2 separate regions of the Rattus norvegicus genome follow, and region 2 is linked to region 1. A link is a contact called in public Hi-C data. All regions are on one chromosome and are shown on one strand. Each heading gives the region's core, a stretch centred on a gene start, on an enhancer-like site or on the middle of the called end of the contact. The rest is flanking DNA. Distances are from core to core; before and after follow the strand shown.

Region 1 (6,066 bases), core at 1,289-3,788:
GCGCCTGTGTGCTGGCTGGTTTTACACCCACTGACACAAACTAGAGTCACCTGGAAGGAGGGAGCCCCAACTGAGAAAATGCCCCCATAAGATCTGGCTGTAGGGCATTTTCTTAATTAGTGATTGATGGGGGAGGGCTCTGCCCACTGTAGGTGGTGCCATCCCCTGGGCTGGTAGTCCTGGGTTCTATAAGAAAGAGGGCTGAGCAAGGCATGAGGAGCAAGCCAGGAGAACAAGCCAGTCGGCAGCACCCCTCCATGGCCTCTGCATCAGCTCTGCCTCCAGGTTCCTGCCCTGGTGAGTTCTGGTCCTGAGTGAGTGACCAGACTATGATGTGGGAGTGCAAGCCATTAAATAAACCCTTTCCTCCCCAACTTGCTTTTAGTCATGGTGTCTCATCACAGCAATAGAAACCCCAACTGGGAGACTCTGTCTTCAGGTGCTAATATAGAGACTGAGAATACAAGTGTGCTAATACAAGACAGGCTGCTAACATGAGAGCCAAAAGTATACCGATCCATTCTTATTTGCCTTTAAAGGCACGACTACTCAAGATCCCAAGCAGGAAGTCCCCGAGTAGTCCACAAACAGCAAACAAACCCTGCCTCTGAACAGGGTGTGCTTCCTCTGAGCATTCCCAACTACGTGCTATCTACCCAAACCTTGACTTCAAAGCCAGCCTCGGTGCACCTCCCCTGGAGATTCTAACCTATCCCAGAGAAGTGTCTGTCCTCTGAAGTGCCAACCACTACCAGCTAGGATCTCAATTTATTTAGAGGCTGATCATCCCCTGAGGAGATGGCTCAGTCCATAGAGTGCTTGTTCAGCAAACAGGAACCCTTGAATTTGATCTAGCACCCATGTTTAAAGGAAGAATAAAGAGAGAGAGAGAGAGAGAGAGAGAGAGAGAGAGAGAGAGAGAGAGAGCGCGCCAACGTGGCTGTAATGTTAGTACTGGGAAGGCAGAGGCAGGGAAATCCCTGGGACTTGCTGGCCAGCCAGTTTGGCGCAATCAGCAAACTCCAGGTTTTGGGGGAGAGCAAGTGAGGAAGACGCCAGATGTCAACGTCTAGCCTTCATCGTGCACATTCGCGCGCGCGCGCGCGCGCACACACACACACACACACACACCCAAACATAGGCACACACACACAACCATTCTACTAGAATCAGTACTTTTTATCTATTCAAAAAACTTTGATTACCACCTATGAGCCAGTATTCTTCAAGAGACTGAGTGCAGCCAAACAGAATCGGCTTTTTCCCCATCAAAGGAAGGGGAGGGTTCTTGTATAGTGCTTTTAAAAATCTTCCTGAAAATATGTGGGTTGAGACTCAGGACTGAATGAATACCTATTTATTAAAGCCGTGGGCTTCCTGGTTGCAACCTCTCCAAGCTTACTTAAACTGAAGGTGCATGAACCTACAGGGAACAGAAGCTAAGGAAGCCACTTCTAAATGAACTTCCACTTCTTAAAAACCTCAAAAGAACAAGGAAGGAAAAGAAAACAGCTACGAAAGCGCTGCTGAACCAACACATTTTGTGCACTCTGACAGAGCATTCCAATCCCCCTTGTAAACTACAAAGAGTGACCCCCTACTCCCTCCCGACGCCTTGCAGCCCGAGATTCAAGCGTCTAAAAGATCTCAGAAAGTTGAACGCACCTAAGCTCCCTTAAGCAAGCCTTGGTTTCTTTGCGATTAAGTCCCAGGGGGAAATGAGCAGATGCCACTTGGACGAACCCAGCCAGAGTGACAACAAGGAAATGACAAACTGAGCTTCAGGCGCCAAGAGGGGCTCACAGACTGAACACCTCGTGCGCGATCAACGCAGAAGCAATTTTAAAAACAAACAAAAGCCGGGTTCTGCACAGCCCGGGTGGAAGGTTCCTAAGTTCCTAAGAGAAGGAAACGAGAATGTGCTCCAGGGGAGCCGCGAGGCTGCGCGCGGCGTGGGAGTTCCTGCAGGATGTGAGAGGGATTCCGCGAATTCGGTCTGCTCTGAAGTGGCTTTTGTGAGAAGCGACAGCTGGCACCTCACGGCGGGCGAGGGTGACGCCGAGCTGTGCCATGCGGCGCGGGCTGCCACCTGGGCACTCCCCCCATTCTCCGCAGCCGCGACGCCAGACACGAGAGCCCCGGCCTGCGCCGCGCGCGCCGTAGGAGCCGCGACCTCTCGGGGGAGCCCGCGCAGTCCGGACTGCGAGCCCCGGCGCGCGCACTCACCTCAGCAGACTGGAGAGAGGGTGGCTGGAAGAGCCGAGGCCGCCGCCCCCGGAGCCGCCGCCGCTGCCGGAGCCGCCGCCGCCGCCGCCGCCGAAGCCGGAGGAGAGCCGCTTCCCGGACAGCAGCTTCTCCACGGCCGGGAGGTGCCCGGTGCGGGCCGCCTCCAGCAGCTCCTGCTCCTTCCCCATCCCCAGGACCGCCACCCCTCGGACCCCAACCCCTAGCCTTGCAGAGCCAGCTCAGGCTCCTAAACTTTCCGTCTCCGGGCAACGCACCCCTCAAACCGGCCGGGGACGCCACCCCCTCTCTCCCCCTCCCCGCCTCCTTGGTCTCCCCCTCCCCTGATGGCGCGTCACTTCCGGGATCCGGCGTCACGCGTCACCGCGCCCCCGCGCCCCGCCCCCTTGCCCACCTAGTGGGCGGGGCTCGGCGCCGCCTTGCAGGTGACCCAGGGTGGCAGAGTGGAAGTCCGGGCGTGCAGAGTGGAGCCTGGCGCAGACGCGGTTCACGCCCAGCGAACCCGCCCATTCGACAGGTGGGAGAGAAGGAAGGCAGCACACTTGTTGGAGCTTCCCGAAGTGCTCGCCTTCTCAAAGGTTTGGGACCTCATGGGACTGGAAATCCGCTCATTGGTCCAGGCATCGTAGAAACAAAAGAAAGGCGGTAACGGGTACCCATGTTTTCAATTCCATTCAAGACACATAGATTAACTACGGAATAGCTGCGGATACCTAGAACCAGACTTGAAAAATCCCGCCCTCTGGTGCTTCCTTGAGGGAAGGCCAGAGAGTTTTTACAACTGCTGTTAGCCTGGCATTGTAGCACTCGCCGTTTGTCCCAGCAGTCGGGAAGCAGAAGCCGCCGCATCTCTGCGAGTTTAAGACCAGCCTGGCTTACAAAGCAAGTTACGGGCTAGCCAAGGCTACATAATGAGACCCTATCTCAAAAAGGGGGGCGGAAGAGGCGGTACGGGAGTGGCTGTTAGGTGGCTCCGTGGCTGCTCTGTCAGAGGATCTAGGTTTGTTTCCCATTCCTTGTGGCACCTCACTGCAGTCTGTAACTCCAGTTCTAGCGGATGTGATCCTCTTTTCTGGCCTCCCAGGGTACCACGAAAGCGTGCGGAGCCCAGACTTATATGCAAAACACCCATACACACGAAAGAAAAAGTTAAGAAATCTTTTTTTAAAAGATTCATTTATTATATGTAAGTACACTATAGCTGTCTTCAGACACACCAGAAGAGGGCATCAGATCTCGTTACAGATGGTTGTGAGCCACCATTGTAGTTGCTGGGATTTGAACTCAGAACCTCAGGAAGAGTAGTCATTGCTCTTAACCACTGAGCCATCTCTCCAGCACAAGAAGTCTTTTTAAAACGCATATCCTCGCTCTCCATCCTACTAATTCTTCCAATAAATGGTCAGAAGAGACCTTCTTTCTCTTAGTTGTCGTGAGAAACATTTTAAAAGATTTGGGGGACCAGTCCCAATTTTTAATATTGGTGGACTGAGGGGAAAAGGTAATGGGGAGAAGACGATTGTTTGCTTGCTTATTGTTTTTTCTGGTTTTTCTCAGGATACTAGCTAGCCCTGTTCTGACGCGAGGCAGGTGGCCAATATTTGAGACAATGAATGAAATTCAAGGTTCTGGCTACGTTCAACGAGTTGGCTACGTTCTGTTGGCACTAGATAGAGATGCTTGCGAAACAGAAGGTAAGCCTAAGCAGTTCCCTGGTGGACACAAGCCGGTGGTCTCAGTTCTTCAGAAAATACGAGGTTGGGTCGCTGCCGGAAGTTGCTCAGTCCAAGGCAACAACAGGGACGAAGTTTTCTCCCTGTTCCCTCGACTTTGCGCTGAAGGAGTCAAGTTAAAGAAGGATTCATTGGCATTGCATTCCCAGGAAGGAGAAGAAAAAGAAGTCTCTCGGTAAACGAATGTACGCTCTTTCAAAAACGCTTCTTCTCTAAAGCCGAGGCTCTATACTAATACATTTCTTTCTCGTTAAAACAAAGTCAGTTTACGTGAAGCCCCTGAGCCATGAACGCGCTTCTGAAAATGACCCCTCCCAGGAGCCGTGGGCGTGACGTCATCGCGGCGCGACGTCAAAGCCTTAAGCACCAGCTCTGGGGCACAGATTGCTGACCCTCACTCCTTCGCCCAGTGGTACTGTCATCGCCTCTGACCCCCTTCTATCGCGATGGACAACCTTGGGGAGTCGCCCACGGACAAAGCCGGGGAGCCAGGGGAGTCAGAGGAGACGAGGGCTACTCCTGGGGCCCCGGTGTCCGCCGACACTGAGGGAATCCCGGAGGAAACCGACCAGGTTGGAGACGCGGACTCGAAAGAAGCCGCAGCGGAGGAAAGCGAGGTAGGTAGAAGTTTGTAGATAAGGCTGCAGGAGTACCCGGGCTGTGCTCTCTGACTGCTTCCTGGTTTCCAAAGCCGGGAGAATTAGAATTACCACGACTCTTTTTAAGTCTGCAACCTTGAGGGGCAGGGGAGGAGACAGGAAGGTGTAAGTGTTGTTTCGGTCCCATGCAGTCAGCTGAAGAAGGAATGGATTCCAGAACTGCCTGAGCTACAAAATGAGTCCTGCTTCTAACCCAGGTCCTTTGGGAGAAGGGTTGGTGAGGAGGGAGGAGACAAGAAGATAGAAGATGGGGAGAAAATGATTCAGGATAAATACACTTAAAAATCTGAAGCACAAAGGTTAGAAACATGCGTATGTCAGTAGTGGAAAGTAAGTTGAAAGGGTTGTTAAATATGTAATGTCTTCTCTTTCCCTCTCCAAATTTCCGTACGAGTTTAAATATTAATTTCTTTCTTTCTTTCTTTCTTTCTTTCTTTCTTTCTTTCTTTCTCTCTTTCTTCTTCTTCTTCTTCTTCTTCTTCTTCTTCTTCTTCTTCTTCCTCCCTCTCTCTCTCTCTCTCTCTCTCTCTCTCTCTCTCTCTCTCTCTCTCTCTCTCTCTCTGTGTGTGTGTGTGTGTGTGTGTGTGTGTGTTTGAGACAGGGTAGCCCTGGCTGTCTTTAAACTCACCCTGTAGACCAGGCTGGCCTCGAAGTCAGAGATCCCCTTGCCTCTAACTTCCAAGTTTCAGTATCAAAGACATGTGCCACCACTGCCCAACATAGGTTTCATTTTAAAGGAACCATTAAACCTCATTAATGAGTTTTGATGTAGGTTGGTCAGGACAAAATGTGGGTTACTCTTGTGAACAAAACTGTTAAGTGCTTAGGTGAAGAGGGACACAAATAATAAACATAATAATAAAATAATAAAAATAGTAAAAGTTTTTAGCTTAGGGTAGGCAAAGTGGTTCAGCAGGTAAAACGTGGGAACTGGAGTTTGATCCCCAGAACCCACCGTTTCCACAGAGTTGTCTACTTGCAAACACACACACACACACTACACACACTCTCATACTGTATGCATGAATGTGTGTAATCATTGAAACTTTGTGCGTTTTTAAAAATACACTTTTACTATGTGAATGTTCAGCCAGTGACTGTTTGCCATGTATGCACCTGGCACGTTCCCTGTGGAAGTCAGAAGAGGGCATTAGATCCTCTGAAAGGAGAGTTGCTAACGACTGTGAGCTGAAATGTGGGCGTTGGTAATCAAACCTGGATACTCTGCGAGAACAGCCAATGCTCTTAACCTTTGAGCTATCTGCAGTTTTTAACTTAAAGTTGTGGTACAAGTCTGTAATCCCAGCAAGGAGGCTTAAAGCAAGACAATTTCCACACGCTGGAAACCAGGGAGTGTTGGGCCACCAGCGCAGGCTACAAAATGAGACCTTGTGTCTTAAGTTACAAAAGAAAAAGTAAAGATTTCAAAA
Region 2 (6,066 bases), core at 2,435-4,934, 58 kb before region 1:
CTGGGATTTAAGACCCTCATCCTAGCTGCCTGGAAGTCAGTCTTCACCAGCAGCCTTCAGATGAAGATGTGGAACTCAGCTCCTCCTGCACCATGCCTGCCTGGATGCTGCCACGCTCCCACCTTGATGATAATGGACTGAACCTCTGACCCTGTAAGCCAGCCCCAACTAGATGTAGTCCTTATGAGAGTTGCCTTGGTCATGGCGTCTGCTCACAGCAGTAAACCCTGGATAAGAACTGGTATACGTCTAAGTTAGTAGCTCCTTTGGGAAGATGATTTGGCAGCATTTATCAAAACCAAAAACAGCATTCACTGTGAGCTAGCAACTCCACTTCCAGGCAACCGTCCAACAGAAACATCTGTGCGCGTGCCCTTACGTAGGACTGCTTCACCTGCACAGTAGATTCTACAAGCCAAGCATATCGGTGGGCAAGCAGTGGGGATGCGGCATATCCACCCACAAAACAAAACACAACACACCGGGTAATGAAGAATGGAGGAAAGCTGGGCCCATGTGCCCTGCTGTGAGCTCCGTGAGCTGAGAGCTCAGAGAGGTGGGCCTGAGAGAGGTGGGCCTCACCCCATTTCACAAACGCACAGGACACAAATGCTCTGAAAGTGAGTGAGTGCAGATGAGTGCTCACCAAGAACTGTTCTTAGTGGTGACCTTGGAGACATTGCAGAATGGTGGACAGACGCCTCCAGGCTGACACAGTGACCATGGTACTCAGAACAAGGGCAGCCATGCCATGCCCTCACAGTCAGGGCTTCTACAGGAAGGACGGACACACTGAGGCAGAGGTTCCTGACAGCCCTCAGGGTGGGCCAGGCCCCTTTCCTAGGGACGCTTTATCTAAGAGATGTCTGAGCAGCCACAAAAACAACCTGCAGAGGACCCTAAGTGAGGGAGGGAGAAAGCCCCTGCCAGCTGTGCCAGAGGCAATGCCAACATCTAAAACACCTGGACGTGGCTGACTGCAAGGAAACAAACCCATTTAAAGATGGGCAAAGTACATGAAAACTCGTCTTTACAGATGGAGCTTCATGCAGCCCAGAATGGCCCTGAACTCCTGGTCATTCCCCTTCTACCTCCCCACTCCCTCAAAGCTGGGATTCCAGGCTATTTTATACAAGACATACAAATGATCAACGGATAAATGAAAAATGTCCCCATGTCACTAATTCTTAAGGAAATACAAACTCAAAGCTACTTGCTATGACTGCGTGTCTGTCAGAACAGTCAGTGCAAACAAGAGGAAAGGCAGGAGCTGGTAAGGACGTAAAGGACACCCTAGACACGGCTGTAGGGAATGTAAACTCACCCATAGGGAGAGCAATGGGGGTGTCTTAGTCAGGGTTCCTAGTCCTGCACAAACACCATGACCAAGAAGCAAGTTGGGGAGGGAAGGGTTTACTCAGCTCACACTTCCACATTGCTGTTCATCAGCAAAGGAAGTCAGGACTGGAACTCACGCAGGTCAGGAAGCAGGAGCTGCTGCAGAGGCCGTGGAGGGGTGTTGCTTCCCCTGGCTTGCTCTCTTACAGAACCCAGGACACCAGCCCAGGGCCCAGCTGTCCTTCATCTTAGAAGAGTCCCCAGCGGCTCCCGCAGAGGCCATTACACCAGCATGCACTCCCTCAAAACCACAGGAGATGACCAGGACATGGCGCGCGCGTGCGTGTACACACACACACACACACACACACACACACACACACACACGGCCTCTCTATCCATCTTTCTCTGACCTAGAGATCTAGGAATAGGGTTCACCTAGAGATTTCAGGGTCCAGGGAACAGACTGAGCAAACGAACTCCTTCCTATACGGGAAGGAGGCCTGTGATCTCCTTGTTTGGATTTTAGCTCTGGACAGGATGGCAGCGACATCCTCTCCACCCAACGGCCTTCCTTCTTGGCAGCTCAAGAAAAGAGCTGTTTACAAATCCCGGTCTTCCTCCCTGTGCTGTCCTCAAGCAGTGAGTACCAAAGGCTGCTCACCCGCAGACACAGCGGAGTACAGCGGAGGTGGGAGCCGGGCTCTAAAAGCGGCCCAGAGCATCCCTATACAAAGCTTCTGTGGGTTCTGCAGAGCCGCAGGGTAGACGTAAGCAGACTCTCTGCAGCCATGGAGCAATTCAGCACTCTTAGCCTCCTGGGATAGCTTTAGGTCCAGGTTCAGGGCCCAGGCTCCATCCTCAGCGGCTGCCCCTCCCCCGTGTCAGGCACAGCACCTGAGCCACTTGCTCACGTGATCAGGACTTTCTTCATTGGACATTTCCAGAAGCTAGAGCAGATCCACATCCCACTGTGTATCAGACGCTGTTTCACGTGCTATAGAAGCAGCCCTGCCCTATTGCCTTGGAAGCGCCTACATTTAGACAGGACCTCAGAAAACCTTGAAGACGGCAAGGGAGTACAGGAAGGTGTGGATCTTCTTTGGCCCTGAACCTCGCCTCGAAGCTTCTTCGTCCCTGTGTCCCACAGCACGGCCACATCTGCAGGCTCTGAGCAAGGTTTGCAGGACAAATGAGTAGACCATATGACACAAGAACACACATTTGGTGAGTGAGCTCTGGCCAACAGGTCTTGGTCAAGGGGCTGCTCACACATCGGTTAATACGTGTGGCCCTGCACAGAAGGCACAGAAAGGTCCCGAATGGAAGTCTTCATTTAGAGTGAATACAAATGCATGCACACGCAGGTTCAGGGACTTGGATACCCGCAGGGAGACCAGAGGCCCACATCAGCTGTCATCCTTTCTCGCTCCCCACTGTATGGATTGGGACAGGGTCTCTCACTGGACTAGGAACCCCGGGGTTAGGCTGGTTGGCCAGTGAGTCCCTAGGACCCCATCCATCTCTGCACCCCCAGCTGCAGGTGTGCACCACTACTCCCAGATTTGATGTGATGCTGGGGACCAGAACTCAGGTTCCTGTGCGTGCACAGCAAGGGTTTTACCCACTGCGCTATCTTCCTCTCAAAGGGTAAGATCCTGCCCCATGGCCCACTTGGCCTTCTACACCCAAACAGGAAGCTGCCAGATTATGTTTTGGAGACACAGTGACTCCAGAGGAAAGGTCAGGAGCTGCAGATCTGGGGGGTTTTCTTCCCTCTATCATGATATGGGGTACCCCCGACAAGCTCTCCTAGCCTCTGCACAGTGTCCAATTAGCTTCTTTGCCTCAGACTTACACAAGTGCAGATGACAGAGAGGGATCCTGGGCACTGAGGAAACCTTCAGTATGGGAAGACAACACTAAAGACAGGACGACTTCTGAGGTGACATCATTCCCAGCCTGGACCTCTCCAGCAGACGCATTACTCTCAATGCTCAAACCGTACGGTATGTTTAGACACCCAAGATCTCAAACTTTGTCGGGAAGAAAACTGGAGGATGTGCTGCTCCACCGAACACATAAGCAGTGAGAAACAGGAAGATGGCTGTCCAGGAAACCAGGCCCAGGGACTCGGCCCACCGGGGAGTATCTGTAGGACAGGGTAACACATCAATCTGCCTGGGATGTAGGGAGACGCTAAAGAGATTTAACAAGTATAGCCATGGTTTGAGAAGTAAACTCAGGAAACCAAGAGGTTATTGATAAATGAGAAGGAGGAAGAGGACTGGTGTATTCTGAGTGGCTCAGCAGATGAACTGCTGTGACAGCCACGGCGACACAAGCCGACACTGACCGGCAGTGCACCGTCTGCAGGAACGGTGGCAAGACCTCCCCTTCCACAGTCAAGACTACTAAGGGAAGCCGAACTTTAAGGATAGAGGAACAACAGGCTGGGGCGACTCGGATTCTCAGAGCCCATGCAAAAGCCAGGCACAGTGGCCTGCACCTCTGATCCCAGGTGGGAGACGGTTCCTACTGACCCAGGCTCAATCAGTGAGCTCCGGGTCAGTGAAGGAACTTGTCTGACTGGTCCTCACAAAGTGGGGAGTGATGGGGAGGTACACATGAAAGAGGGAGAGGGACAAAGGGCCATGACAGCAATGACTACTGTGGGGAGAAAGGCAGCAGAAACAGGACGGGCAGGTAGGCACAGTTCCACACGGAACAGAGGACTGGGGACTTGCTGCCTGCTTGGCTAGAGGAGCCTTAGTAAACCCTGAAATGTAAGTCTGGCTGTGTGGGCGTTCTGTGGCTGTGTGTTTTGTTTCAGACGTGTAATGAGTAGCTGCAATACTGAAGGCCTTTTCCCCTCCAGAGGGAGACACAGTGAGAGGCGGTACCCCACGTCACCTCTGCACACATGTACCCAACACAGCACTGGGGGGAGGGGCAAGGGGCAGAGCCACAGGTGACCTCCATTCTGTCCTGCACCTTATTCCAGTTGGCAGGGCGGGCAGACCCATCGCAGGCTGACAGGTAGGCTTCTGGGGGGCCACTGGGAACTCCTGGCGCCTCTTCCCAGCACCAATTTCCACCGCTGTGGTTGGTCGGGTGAGGCGCCGTGCCCTGTACCCTGCCTGCTGATGGCGATGGGAAGGGAAGCAGTCGGGATTCTGGGGCAGAGGACAGGGCAGGCTGAGGAGCACAGCCGCAGGTGAGTCCTAAGAAGCCTCTGACTGCACCGGTCTCATCAATGGTCTCGACCCTCGGGTCTTCAGTTCCTGACCCACAGATGCACATCAGCAGTGTCCGATCAGCTTACAGAAGAATGGTCTCCAGGGCGCCAGCGCTAAGTGGGGACCCTCCATGTCTACTTGCTAAGCCTACACTGTCCCCTGCCTGCCTGAGACATTGGACTGCACCTTGGGCAGAGCACTCAGCACTGTGGGGAAGGCAGAACAGGGGAGAAGTCACTGCTTTGCTCTGAAAGTTTTATTTAAAGAGATACCAACCCTCTCCAAAGGAAATGAGAAGCACACACCAGTGTGAGGCCCTCTGCTAAGGGAACATGGGTGCCATGGTGGTTGACTGGGATCTCACTAGATAGGACAGGGGACACGAGGGTGATGGGTCCGCAGCACCTTCAAGAGAGACTTCGCAGGTTTCTGTATTTCCTGGAGTGCCTACTCTCCCTGGCCTCTCCCTGCCATACCCCATCAGCCCTGTCCAAGGTGAGGCAGGAGTGCCACCTGCGATGCCTCCCTGGCATCGGAAAGAGCTGTGGGTCCCTATCTGGTCGCTTCTCTTGGCAGACCAAACACGTTCAGTTTTATCTACCGTTGTGTTCTCACTGCCAGCGAAGGGCTCTACCTCGAACCTTCAACACCTTCGTTATTTAAAGAATGAAGGCTACAGAGATAGCTCAGTGGTTAAGGGCACTGGTTGTTCTTCCAGAGGACCGGGGTTCAACTCCCAGCACCCACGTGGTGGCTCATAACTGTTTGTAACTCCAGTTCCAGGGGTTCTGATGCCTTCTTCTGACCTCTGCAGGCACCAGGCATGCATGTGTTTGCACAGACATACATGCATGTAAAACACTATACGTGTAACATATAAGTAAATTTAAAAAAAGAAAAAGAATACAAAAAAAATTAGGGATGGAAAGATGGCTCCATGGGTAAGAGCTTTTCCTGCAGGCATGAAGACCTGAGTCAGGACCCCGCACACATGAACAAAGCTAGGAATGGTCTATGACCCCAGCACTGGGGGAGGGAAGGTAGAGGCAAGATTGCCGGGGCTTGTTGGCCACCAGCCAGATTCAGGTTCAGAGACAAATCTCAAGGGGATAAAACAGAGAGAGTGACAGGGCAGGGCAATCAGAATCAGACGTCCTCGTCTGGCCTCTTACACAGGCAGGCACACCCCTCCCACACCATTACGTGCACGCACAGGGATTTAAATGATGAACTGTTCTCCTCTAAGTTAATTATTGGTAAATAGTACTGCACGAATTTTCCTAAATGCTGGTGCAGGCGTGTGACACTGAGGCGCTCGCTACCAGGGGAAACAAGTCTCTCCAGTCAGTGGACGCCACTCTCCCTGAGAGTTCTGACAATGATTGACTGACTGTTCGTCCATTCAGTGGGCTGGAGCAGGAGGACAGGTGACGGAGTCACTGTTGAGGGGTACGAATTTTGTGCTGAGTTGGTCCTAAAGCCTAGCTTA

Evidence for each region. Hi-C and Micro-C count contacts between places; a contact is called where the count stands out from the background.
Region 2: a contact with region 1 is called in a Hi-C map of liver, with 2.8 times the contacts expected there. The contact joins the enhancer-like site here to the promoter of Anks1a in region 1. A contact is called at or near these places in 6 of 12 Hi-C or Micro-C datasets (the A7r5 cell line, Schwann cells, frontal cortex and 3 more).

What each region holds. Positions count from the first base shown.
Region 1 is chr20:5,961,915-5,967,980 of GRCr8, reverse strand. Anks1a (ankyrin repeat and sterile alpha motif domain containing 1A) reads right to left here and starts at 2,538. Exons shown (of 25, transcript NM_001414943.1): 1 at 2,227-2,538. The coding sequence starts at 2,414. Taf11 (TATA-box binding protein associated factor 11) reads left to right here and starts at 4,345. Exons shown (of 5, transcript NM_001008350.1): 1 at 4,345-4,594. The coding sequence starts at 4,424.
Region 2 is chr20:6,021,404-6,027,469 of GRCr8, reverse strand. The region is part of intron 1 of Anks1a (ankyrin repeat and sterile alpha motif domain containing 1A); the gene reads right to left. Among named protein-coding and RNA genes, the nearest start is that of Anks1a, 59 kb to the right of the region's middle. Within about 2 kb of position 3,684, at least 7 of the 93 cell types and tissues checked have an H3K27ac peak or open chromatin away from gene starts, as enhancers often do. A contact at or near this core is called in liver, where this site is marked.